3 separate regions of the Hordeum vulgare genome follow, and all the other regions are linked to region 3. Evidence: chromatin contacts called from public Hi-C data. All regions are on one chromosome and are shown on one strand. The core of a region is the stretch at or near the end of the contact, and the rest is flanking DNA. Distances in the headings are between cores, read along the strand shown. Region 1 holds the start of LOC123440627 (NAC domain-containing protein 22-like). Region 2 holds the start of LOC123445095 (MLO-like protein 1). Region 3 holds the start of LOC123445096.

What was found. A called contact is a pair of places that touch in the nucleus more often than the background predicts.
Region 1: a Hi-C map of leaf shows a contact between it and region 3, with 4 times the contacts expected there. The contact joins the promoter of LOC123440627 here to the promoter of LOC123445096 in region 3. A contact is called at or near these places in 4 of 6 Hi-C or Micro-C datasets (leaf and seedling).
Region 2: a contact with region 3 is called in a Hi-C map of leaf, with 6 times the contacts expected there. The contact joins the promoter of LOC123445095 here to the promoter of LOC123445096 in region 3. A contact is called at or near these places in 4 of 6 Hi-C or Micro-C datasets (leaf and seedling).

The regions. Positions count from the first base shown.
Region 1 is chr3H:562,293,864-562,297,099 of MorexV3_pseudomolecules_assembly, forward strand. LOC123440627 (NAC domain-containing protein 22-like) reads right to left here and starts at 1,847. Exons shown (of 3, transcript XM_045117190.1): 1 at 1,256-1,847; 2 at 882-1,150; 3 at 1-338. The coding sequence starts at 1,502.
Region 2 is chr3H:562,275,171-562,278,689 of MorexV3_pseudomolecules_assembly, forward strand. It overlaps LOC123445095 (MLO-like protein 1), which reads right to left and starts at 2,027. Exons shown (of 13, transcript XM_045122025.1): 1 at 1,734-2,027; 2 at 1,566-1,623; 3 at 1,237-1,430; 4 at 320-436; 5 at 166-220; 6 at 1-24. The coding sequence starts at 1,865.
Region 3 is chr3H:562,455,190-562,458,805 of MorexV3_pseudomolecules_assembly, forward strand. It overlaps LOC123445096, which reads left to right and starts at 1,947. Exons shown (of 15, transcript XM_045122029.1): 1 at 1,947-2,123; 2 at 2,214-2,298; 3 at 2,758-2,996. The coding sequence starts at 2,032.

The sequences.
Region 1 (3,236 bases), core at 597-3,096, 160 kb before region 3:
TCGGCTGCCGCGGCCGACTGTAGGAATCCTAATGAGCCACCGGAGGGCTTGACGGTCTCTGCTACCTGCTGCCGTGGAGCAGCCGCCGGCCTGTGCGCCTGGGCGTGATCCGTAGTGATGGGCGCCGGCGGCGACGTGCACTCGCCTGCCTGGAGAAGGTGGAGCTTGGAAGGAGTCGGCGGCGGCGTGGGCGTGGACGTCGACGATGACCCTTGTCTGTTGTCCTGCCGTGCCTCAGCGCCGCGGCGGGAGGGCATCGTCGACCGCGCCGAGGAGGGGTGGCCGCGGCCGTCGTCGATGCCGGTGCGCTTGTAGACGCGGCAGAGAGAGATTTCTGTCTGCAAATTCATGTACGTACACGTAACACGTGAGAATCGTTCGGCAAGGAAAATGTGGCATGCGAAGAATTTAGGATCTATATACTCCGTTCATCTTCTGCTGAAAATTTAGTTGTAAACTCGATTAAGACTACAATTGATTCCGGTCAAAAAGATTGAGGAATCTAGGATGGAGTTCTAGGTTCCTCATTTCTTCAAGATGCTAGCCATGGTACTATAAAATAGGGGGATATCCAATCGAGTGCGTACTGCGTAGGTTTTTCATGGCAAGAGCACCAGGTGCAAGATAAGGTGAAGAAGATTGAAGCCCTAGCAAATTAAGTTGTAGATCTGAAAAGGCATATGCACTAGAAGTACAACAAAAACAAGATTAGAATTAATCCCCAAAATTGGTACCTCACAGCAGCACAAACCCTAGTTCGAGTCTTCTATATACTGGCTAAATTACTTTGCAAATTAATTAACCAGCTCATCAGTTTCTTGTGCAAATCGATAGATCAGGAGGAGAAAATCTACGAGATAGCATGGAATTATGGATACTACCTTGTGGTATCGGTCGGTGTCGGCGGTGGGGAGGCGGTACTCGTTCATGATCCAGCTGCTGCGGACGCCCTTGGGCGCCTTGCCGGAGTAGAAGACGAGCGTCTTCTTGAGCCCGATGGGGCGGCTGCTCTCCGCCCGGATCATCCTGTCCGCCCCCGTCGCCTTCCAGTACCCCGACGCCGTCACCCGGTTGGGCCGGTCCCCGTTCCGGTACTTGCGGTCCCTCGGCACGTAGAAGAACCACTCCTTCTCCCCAATCGCTGCCAGCGCTGCAGTCGCCGGCCGGCCGGTCAGCCACACGCACGCACAAGAAATTCAGCAGAAAGATCTGAATTCTGAAAGAGGCAATTGAATAGAGTGATATTGTCGCCGACCTGGGAGCTCCCAGGGGTCGTAGCGGTAGAGGTCGAGGAAGGTGATGAGCTCGACATTGAAGCGCTTGCCCTCCACCTTGCGGCGGAGGTAGAACTCGATGAGCTCCTCCTCCGTCGGGTGGAACCGGAACCCCGGCATCACCAGGTCGTCCTCGTGCGCGTCACGGCCGCCGCCCTCCTTAACGCCACCCGCGCCAGCTCCCGCCGCCGCCACCGCAGCGGCGCCGCCCTCGTATCTGCTGCTCATGCCGCCTCCCCAATTCGCATAGGTTGCTGGCTAGCGAGCTAGGGCAGCTGGGTGTTAGCTAGCTAGCTAGCTAGGCGAGCACGGGAGCAAGTTAAGTGGCCAGCTAGCTGCTTCCTTCGTCTGGCGAAAAGGAGCTCGGGCCGGCCGGGGTGCGCGTACGCAAGTGGAGAATCGAGCGAGAAGGAAGGGATAAGATTAGTGTTTGGGCCAATATATATCGATCGATCGGAAAGCACAAGGGATTAGCCGATCGTGGGATACGTATTGCTTTACCGTGCGTGAGTATTCACTGGGCGGCTCGCTCTCTAACCACTAGTCTATTGGGCTGGCTATAGCATCCCTAGCTACGCGCGCACAGTGGAGTGGCAACGGCGATATGTGAGCGAGCCCTGACGCATCACACACGGGAGGTGGAAAGCGACGGAGGAGCCGAGTTAAATAGGGGGAAAAGGACGCCTCAGGAAGAGTACAGCTATGGGCGGTTGCCCGCTTGCAACCCTGTGATTGTGCCCCGGTGAGGTGAGGGGAGTGATGGATGGAGTGCGTCTGCATTCTTTTCATTGATTAATGCGGTGGCTTTGGTGAGTTTGTGTAGCCTCCTCCTTGGGCTCTCTTGGGTCCACAATGTAATATGGTAAATATTCTCAACTTGAGCCAGAATAATAAGTTATTACGCACCCATAATGCATTTTTTTCTCTCATGTTGCACCAATTTATTATCCTTAATTGCATCTTGAATGTGGTTATTACTCTGCTGCATAAGGCTGGTTGTAATGGGGATACTAGTGTATGAATATCATACTCCCTCCGTCACGGTTTAAAAGGCACAGTTAAACTTGCGTGCGTTTTCTAAATAGATAAGGTTTAAGGCGCGAAAGCAATTACTCTTATTAGTCATGCATGCGCCCTTCCAATTTGCTGATTAGGCATTAGTACTAATATTTTCTCAGTTGATTAGGCCCATTAGCATTTACACCTGCTACATCTCACAACCAATCGATGAGTGCCTTGGTCCCAGAGATTTTCAAGCGTGCCTTCTAAACCATGACGGAGGGAGTAGGATAGTTCATTTATTGCAATGGATGAACATAGTAACACAATATTTAATATGATACGGTATCATGATATGATGCTCGATCTTTTCTTTCTTCATTTAATTCTATGCCACCTCATCAAAATTTAGTAGTTGGCATGCTTGATACTACATATGATACTCCCATTACGACCAGCCTAAATAACATAACTACAGTGTGGCATTGACATTTTGCTACCATCTCCATAAGTCCAAATGAGAGAGTTCCACTAGCACAAACAACATTTGCTAGAGCTAACCAGGGACTATGACCCCGCTAATTTATCACTGAGCCAAGCTTGTCTGCCCATTCTTCATAACAAGTGTTGAAACCGCAAATCACACATTATGTTTGAGTGTTTGTATATCCCCCGCTTCTGGTAGTGTACGGGTGGCTCATATCCTCTCCCGCCCCCATCCTCATGGTTTCATGCCCCGCCATTGTTGACTTGGTTGTTGATGCATGTAAGTTTCACATCAATGGTTGCCCGTGAACCCATGTCTACTTTGCCCCGTAGTCTCTCTTTTGAAGCTTCATGCTATAACACTATGTTGTTCCGCCCTTATATAATAAAAAGTTCAAGTCGGGGACATTTGCACTTGCTAGTGATTATTCGAAAAGGGTTTTGACTTCCGAGTTAATGTTTAGCATTGTTACACCT
Region 2 (3,519 bases), core at 777-3,276, 180 kb before region 3:
GAACCTGCGTCAACTTCTTAGGTCCTGCAGTTGCAGAGGGTTGCACAAGCCATAACTGGTATTGAGAAGGCAGCCTATTTTTCTTTAAATATCCATACATTTCTAGCACTAAGTTATTTCTAAGTAAAGGTATTGATTAGACCAAAATGCGGGGCAGCGACCGACCGTTTCCTGCATCGCTTTTATGAATTTCAGTCTCCCAGTGTTTCCATTGGCGAATCTGTGCAATAGAACAGTGTTGAAGTTAACTTGCAAACAAAGTCAATCACTAGTGCAGTTAAAAAACCATTAAACTAAAACCAATGTTATGAAGGTTTACCTTGGCTCCTCCTAAAACCATGGTCAGAACACTGAAAATCACATGGGTGATAGCCAGAACAAAAATGAAAATATGCAACTGATGTAACGCTTCGAGCGACAGCAAAGGAACTTTTCCCTGTAAACAGAAAAAACTGGAGTGAACACAAGGTTACCTAGGATCATTTACCCAGGATCAACCGACAGAAAAACCAAAACAGCTGTCTGAAATGTCTTATAAAAACGAACGGAGGGAGTAGCACAAAGATGAGATGGAAATACAATGACCATTGACTCTTTGTCTTTGTGCTCACCCACTTTTAAAATTCAGTGAGCAAGGTAACATCCGCAGTTGGCAACTGACTATATTTCTGTAGTGCTGCCATATGATTTTGGTACTTAGAACAACGTCCTTCTGTTTCAATATTTGAACTTGTGCTCTTCCACATTACTACCTTAAATGTTCAAACAACAAGCCTAAGTTGTGAACAATGCTTGATGGATACTATGTTACACATCAAGTTCCCAATCTATCACTGCATGTTACATGTTTCATGTAGTCCTTTAATTTAAATAACAAGCCTAATTTGTCAATAATGCTTGACGGATACTATGTTACACATCAATTTCCCAATTTACATGTTACATGTTTCATGTACATTTAAATTTAAACAGCAAGCCTAAATTGTCAGCAGTTTTCCTCTCTCAGGATGGATACTATCTTACACATCAATTTCCCAATTTGTTACATGTTCCATGTAGATGTAGTCATGCACTTTTCTTATTCTCCTATAATTTCCTTTAGTTGCAATGAGACGATAAAGAAAGACCACCCATGTGCACATACATATGCTATCCCAAATTAATGGCACTGAATTATACTGAAACTGTATGCATTACGAAACAAACGGTATTGCTTCAAACTAATGGCCCATCCACCTTGTTTCTGCAATGGTCGGACCGCGGCACACTCTTAGGAAGCAGCCGGCGACCGCCGAGAGCGGCAGCATGATGCCCCTCAGTCTTCTTGCAGGGCAGCAGGTAGTTGGTCCAGCTGGGAGGGATGCATGTCCTCTGGATCACATCTTGCGACACCGTCATCAGCAGAGAGATGAACCCCAGAAGCATCAGCTCTGCATCACACACACCCAAAGACAGTCTGAAACTGGAAATACAGCAGGCATCGTTTGTTGTCATGGATGAGGTACAAGTGGGATAAATGGAGCAGAGGGAAGATGAACATCTTAGCAGTTAGAATGCCACTGTACCTTCTTTCACCTTGAGGAGGGCCTCGAAGAGCGCCTTCTGGCGCTTCCTCTTGAGCGTCTGCATGCACCCCAAATTAAGCGCGTCAAGGCGAGGAGATATCATATCATCGGCGAAAACGACGTTGAGAAACACGGAGGAGGGCGATCGACGGGGATCGGGCGGGTCACCTTGCCGAGGTAATGGAGGCACCGCTCGGCGGCGAGGGAGATGGTGACGATGAGGGAGCAGACCACCGCGACGATCCACGTCGGCGTGTACTCCAGCGCATCCTCCGCCAACTCCCCGCCAGCGCCCTCCATAACCCCAGTCACCTCACCCGCCGCCGGCAGGCGATCGATCCGGCTCACCTACCGGCCATCTATCTGGCCGCGAAACGCACAGGAGGTCGACGTCGTTGGCGGGCGCGCCTCGCCGCAGGGTGGCGGTGGCCGGTGGAGCCGCTCGTTCGCGATCGGAAGTGCGGGCCTGGTCCGTTCCGACACCGGAGCGCGTCGATCGTGCTGTCCCGATCAAGAAAAGGGAGAAAAATCAAGTCCGATTCGGCCAGCGTCGGTCCGATGTTACTATCGTTTGGCCACTTCACTCGCTGCACAGCGCGCGCCCACGCGGCCGTGCCACTGTTTGGCGCCCGCGCCGTTCGCTCGCACGTACAGCGATCGCTCTTTTATTAGGCGTAGGGAGTATCATATAGACTCCCTCCGTTCCAAAATATAAATACTATCGTTTTTGAAATTTGGAATTTGATGAACATTTGTTTTCGATGTCAATTTTGTTTTCCAAAAAACAAATCACGAAAATAAAACAGAAAAATGAAAAAGAAAAAAAAATGAAGAAAAATCAGGTTACTACTAGATTTTACAAACTGGCGCCTGCAGTCGCGGCAGACGGAAAGGCCCAATCTGTTCTTCTTTTCCTATTCAAAGAAAATGTCAAAAATGTATAGGAAGGAGGAGTTCGAACCCTAAACTAATCGTTGCGAGCCCTAGGCTCTAACCAGCCGGCCAGTGGCGGAGCTTGAGCCGAAAACGTGGGGTGTCTATGGGCTTGAAGGGGGGGACCTTATTATTGGAAATACCGAACGTTTTTCTTTAAATGCCGAACTTTTTTAAAATACCAAACTTTTTTATAAAACCTGATTTTTTGAAGTTATATTTTTTTTTGGAAAAATGGCAACTATTTGAAATTTAAAACATTAAAAAGAAAGTTATTTTTCTAATTTGAAGCAAAAACAGTTTTCGAATACGGAGAACATTTATTGAAAATCAAGAACATTTTTGGAATTTATGGACAATGTTTGAAAAACAAAAATTTTATGAAATTTCGAACAATTTTGTAAAAGAAAGAACATTTTTCTAAATTTAGGAACAATTTGCCAACACAAACTTAGTTTAAAAAATGAACAAAATTTTGATATTTCGAACATTTTCTGAAAATACCAAACTTTTTTTCAAAATACCAAATTAAAATACGAAATGTAATCTGAAAATCCCGAACATTTTTTGAAGTTATGAATGTTTTTGAAAATGATAACTATTTGAAATTTAGAACATTGTTTTAGAAAGCTGAGTCATTTTCGAATTTTTGGTACATTTTTTCAAAATTCAGAACAATTGCTGAAAATCTCGAACATATTTTAAATTAATGAACAAAGTTCAGAAAACGACAATTGTTTGAAATTTGGAACATTTTTTAAATGCACGATTTTTTTTCGAAATTTAGGAACAAATTTAGGACATGAACTTCAATTAAAAATTAGACCAAATGTAGATATTTCCAACATTTTTTGAAGATACCAAATAATTTTCGAAAATACCAAACATTTTCCTAAAATACCAAACATTTTCATAAGAAACCTAACATTTTTTGAAAATCCCGAACAATTTTTTAAGTAGGAATATTTTTGAAAAACGACAACTATTTGAAATTCAGAACATTTTTTGAAAAAGGAAAAAC
Region 3 (3,616 bases), core at 697-3,196:
CATCCGTCGCTTAGCAAACCGTCAGATCTGATAATTCTATCGTGCAACGAATTTCTTGTTACAGAAACATTTGTAACAGAAATTATGTTGTGGTTTTTTTACAACATGGGTCGTGTTGTCGGATCTGTTTTTGCAACATAGGTTTTGTTACAGACTTTTTTTGCAACATCGGTTGTGTTATAAATTTTTTAACATTGGTTGTGTTGTCGGATTTATTTTTGCAACATGGATCATGTTGTAGATTATTTTTTTGTAACATGGATCGTGTTGCCGGATTTTTTTTTACAACATGAGTCGCGGGATTTGTTTTGCAACATAGGTCATGTTGCGGGAGCTAGCCTCAGTGGTATCTAGCCTTTGGTTGGTTTGCAACAAGGAGCTAGTTGAAGAATCTCTTTTTGAAACATGGACCAGTTGCACAACATGGAGACCGACTATCTGACGGAGCTCATCCAGCAGACATGAAAGTGATGAACGTTCATGTAAGATCGGTCGGTTGAATGGAATAATTTTCCATATAATAATAATAATGAGTGGATAATTCTTCCAAAATGCATCTAAGAATAAAACTGAGCAGAAATGCATAGCCAATCACACGCAATTTATGAAAGGGAGGAAGTACTATCTATTAATAGAAGGGAAATTCAACATGTATCTTTTTCATTGTTGAAGAAATCGTTAACTAACAGCTGCTCGGTTGGCTCGTGAGTAGGGGGTTAATAAGCTAATCGATAAGTTAATTGGCCATCTAATCAATTAATCGAATGATTTTTTTGGTTTATCGGCTACTCGGTAACTCTATGAGTAGGGATTAATCGGCAAGTTAACTGGTTAATCGGATGAATTCTTGAACAAGGATCTTTTTATGGAGCGGCACGCCATCTGCCTTTGGATCGACGACGGCGGCATGGAGGGCGTGGTGGCCTCGTTGGCGGCACCTTCGGTTAGATCTGTTCTAACCAGTGTAGTCGATGATGGTGGTCATCTCTTCCGTTAGAGGTGGTCGGCCTGCGGCTGGGTGATCAGATCTCGAGATTCGAGATTCGTCATCTAGTCCCGACTACGAGTCGGGGAGACATAGTTGCCGGTGAAAACCGTGCCTTTGGCGGGTGATGGCGGCATTTGGCGTCGTTGCCTTGATGAAGGCATCGTCGTGCAACTGTTGTCGATCCACTCGTGTTGCTTCGGGGGAAAGCCTAGGATATGGTCTTACAGGTCGGACGATGGCGGTATTATGGTGTCGTTTATTTATTGGGACATCGTTTGTGGAGCAGCGTTAGAAGACAGAGGCATGAGATGGAGCTGCTTCATCTTGCACGGAGCTTCGATGGAGCTGTCAAGTCATGTCTGGCCGACATATGCTACACCGAGTCATGCCTGATTGGTAGGTGCTACGCACGGCAGATCTTTCAGAGTCTTCGCGTTTGGACGGATGAGCGCAAGGCGGTGGCGCTGTTGGACGCCGTGGTGGCGTCGAGGGATGTCTGGACTGACAAGGATGATGCAGATATCTCTCTTGAAGATGGGTCAGTGGTCCGATGATGAGGGCGACTTCTAGAACGTGTGCATGTGATTTGCTTTAGGTACGCTGCACCTGCTATTGGTCCACATACGTAATGTGGATGGATTGACGATGACACTGGTTTTAGATGTAAGGAGTAGGATCACTCTATATTATTGAGTTTATCGGTGTGAGTGATGATTTTGGGTTGATTGACGTATATTCTTATACATTTGTGCAATAAATAATAAAAATGATTGCATGCATCGATTGATGCAGATAAGGTGGTTTAACCTTCTTTTAGAAAAAAAACTTTTCGAATTAATGTAAATTCTGAGTGAAGGCCTTGCTGCTAAAGTCGCCCTGTGGAGCCCGCCGTAGTGGAAAAGGTTGGCAGCCATGTGGGGACTGGGGACCTCGTTTGGGTAAAAGGAGGACCCAGCACAAACAGAGCAAGCTTAGCTATAGTAGCGAGGACCCAGCACAAACAAGCAAGCTCAGCTGACGAACAGCTTGGGTGGTCTGTCTTCATGGGGAAAAGGAGGAAACATGATCAGATAAGGGACGACGAGTCGAGCTCCTCCGATTCCAAGCGGTATAGGTCTTGCCACTGCCATAATAGGTTAGTAGTTTCCCTCCTCACTCCCTTTTGCTGTTGGCTCTGCTGTTCTCTCTAATTTTTCTTTGATTCCTTTTAACATACAAAATCCAGAAGGATGTTAAGTGAGGGGATGTCTCGGGAGGGCTTTTCAGATACCTTCTGTGACGCAGTAATCGAATTGAAAGACGTTATACGGGTATCTTCTATCTCTTGATTCACCGGAAAACTGGACTGTTTTTTTTTCTCTGTCGAAAAATATTGCACTGATTGGGCTTTTCTTTGCGCCAATGTTAGTTTGACACTCTGGATTAAGCTTGAACCCTATTTATTTGTACTAATAATATGCTCTTCTTGAAGACACAATAGCCTTAATCCAATCGTGTGATGGAATGCACAGCATATAAATCACCAGCGAGCTGGGTTATGGACCGTATGGTTATGATCTCACCTAAGTACGTTGTTTTTAATGCATACCAAAAGTTCAGGAATGCTTATCAGGAATCAGAATAGCTAAGGGGTGTCTCTTTTCGTCCCTGTCTCGATTATTTTTTACTCACTTTCTTTATAATTGACTAAGCAGTATGGACTTAATGCAAACTTTCAGCAATTTTTTTATCATAGACTGTGCCTATCTTTCAGTTTGTTCCCTTTATAGGTTAAAGTGGCCACAGAGGAAAAGTTTGAAAGAAAAATTAAAAAGCTTAAGCAAAAGAGGGAAAAAGACAAGAACGAACATAAGGAGGATATCAGAATACTCAAGGAAGATTTCACAATACTCAAGGAATATTTCAGAATACTGAAGGAATCTCATGAAGAGCTCAGATCAAAAATCCAAGAGATGCCAAAAGAAGGGTGTGCTGAAGTAAATCATTACGATAAATCTCCATCTCAGAGGTGAGGAGTTTCTTTAGCTATTGTTTGACCAGGATACTTAGAAGGGTGTGTCGTCGAAATGTGGACTCTATTACATCAGTCGTTATCATCATACGTGTGAGATGGTATTTGAGCTTAATGTGGATGGTAAATGGGCCCCATTTATAGAACTGGAAGACTGGATCCATTTTAAATTCTAAGAATAAAAGCTTGCACTGAACTTCTTCCAATGATCTGTTTACGATTTTAGATTTACCGAGTTAGGGTGCTCAAATATCGGGACACTTATACTACCTACCATACATGTTGATACAGTAGCACTTCCGATAGAAGTGTACCAAGTTAGGTGTGATATTATAAGTGATACAAACAATCTAAATGAAGACAAGTATAATGTGTACTTTCTTATATCATACTTTTTGAACCAAATTATAGGAGTGTACTAAATTTTGTTGAGCAATTCATGGAAACACAATTGTTCATATAATACAATCTACGGTCTAGTACTGATTATGTAGACAACATAGTATAATTTGAATATTTGAACCAAATTCTCTTATTTATGTTCCTGTTCTTTCTCAATCAGTTAGAAGCTTCTTTAGTCTAATTATCTACTTTAGGAAGGAGGACGTGTCAGAACT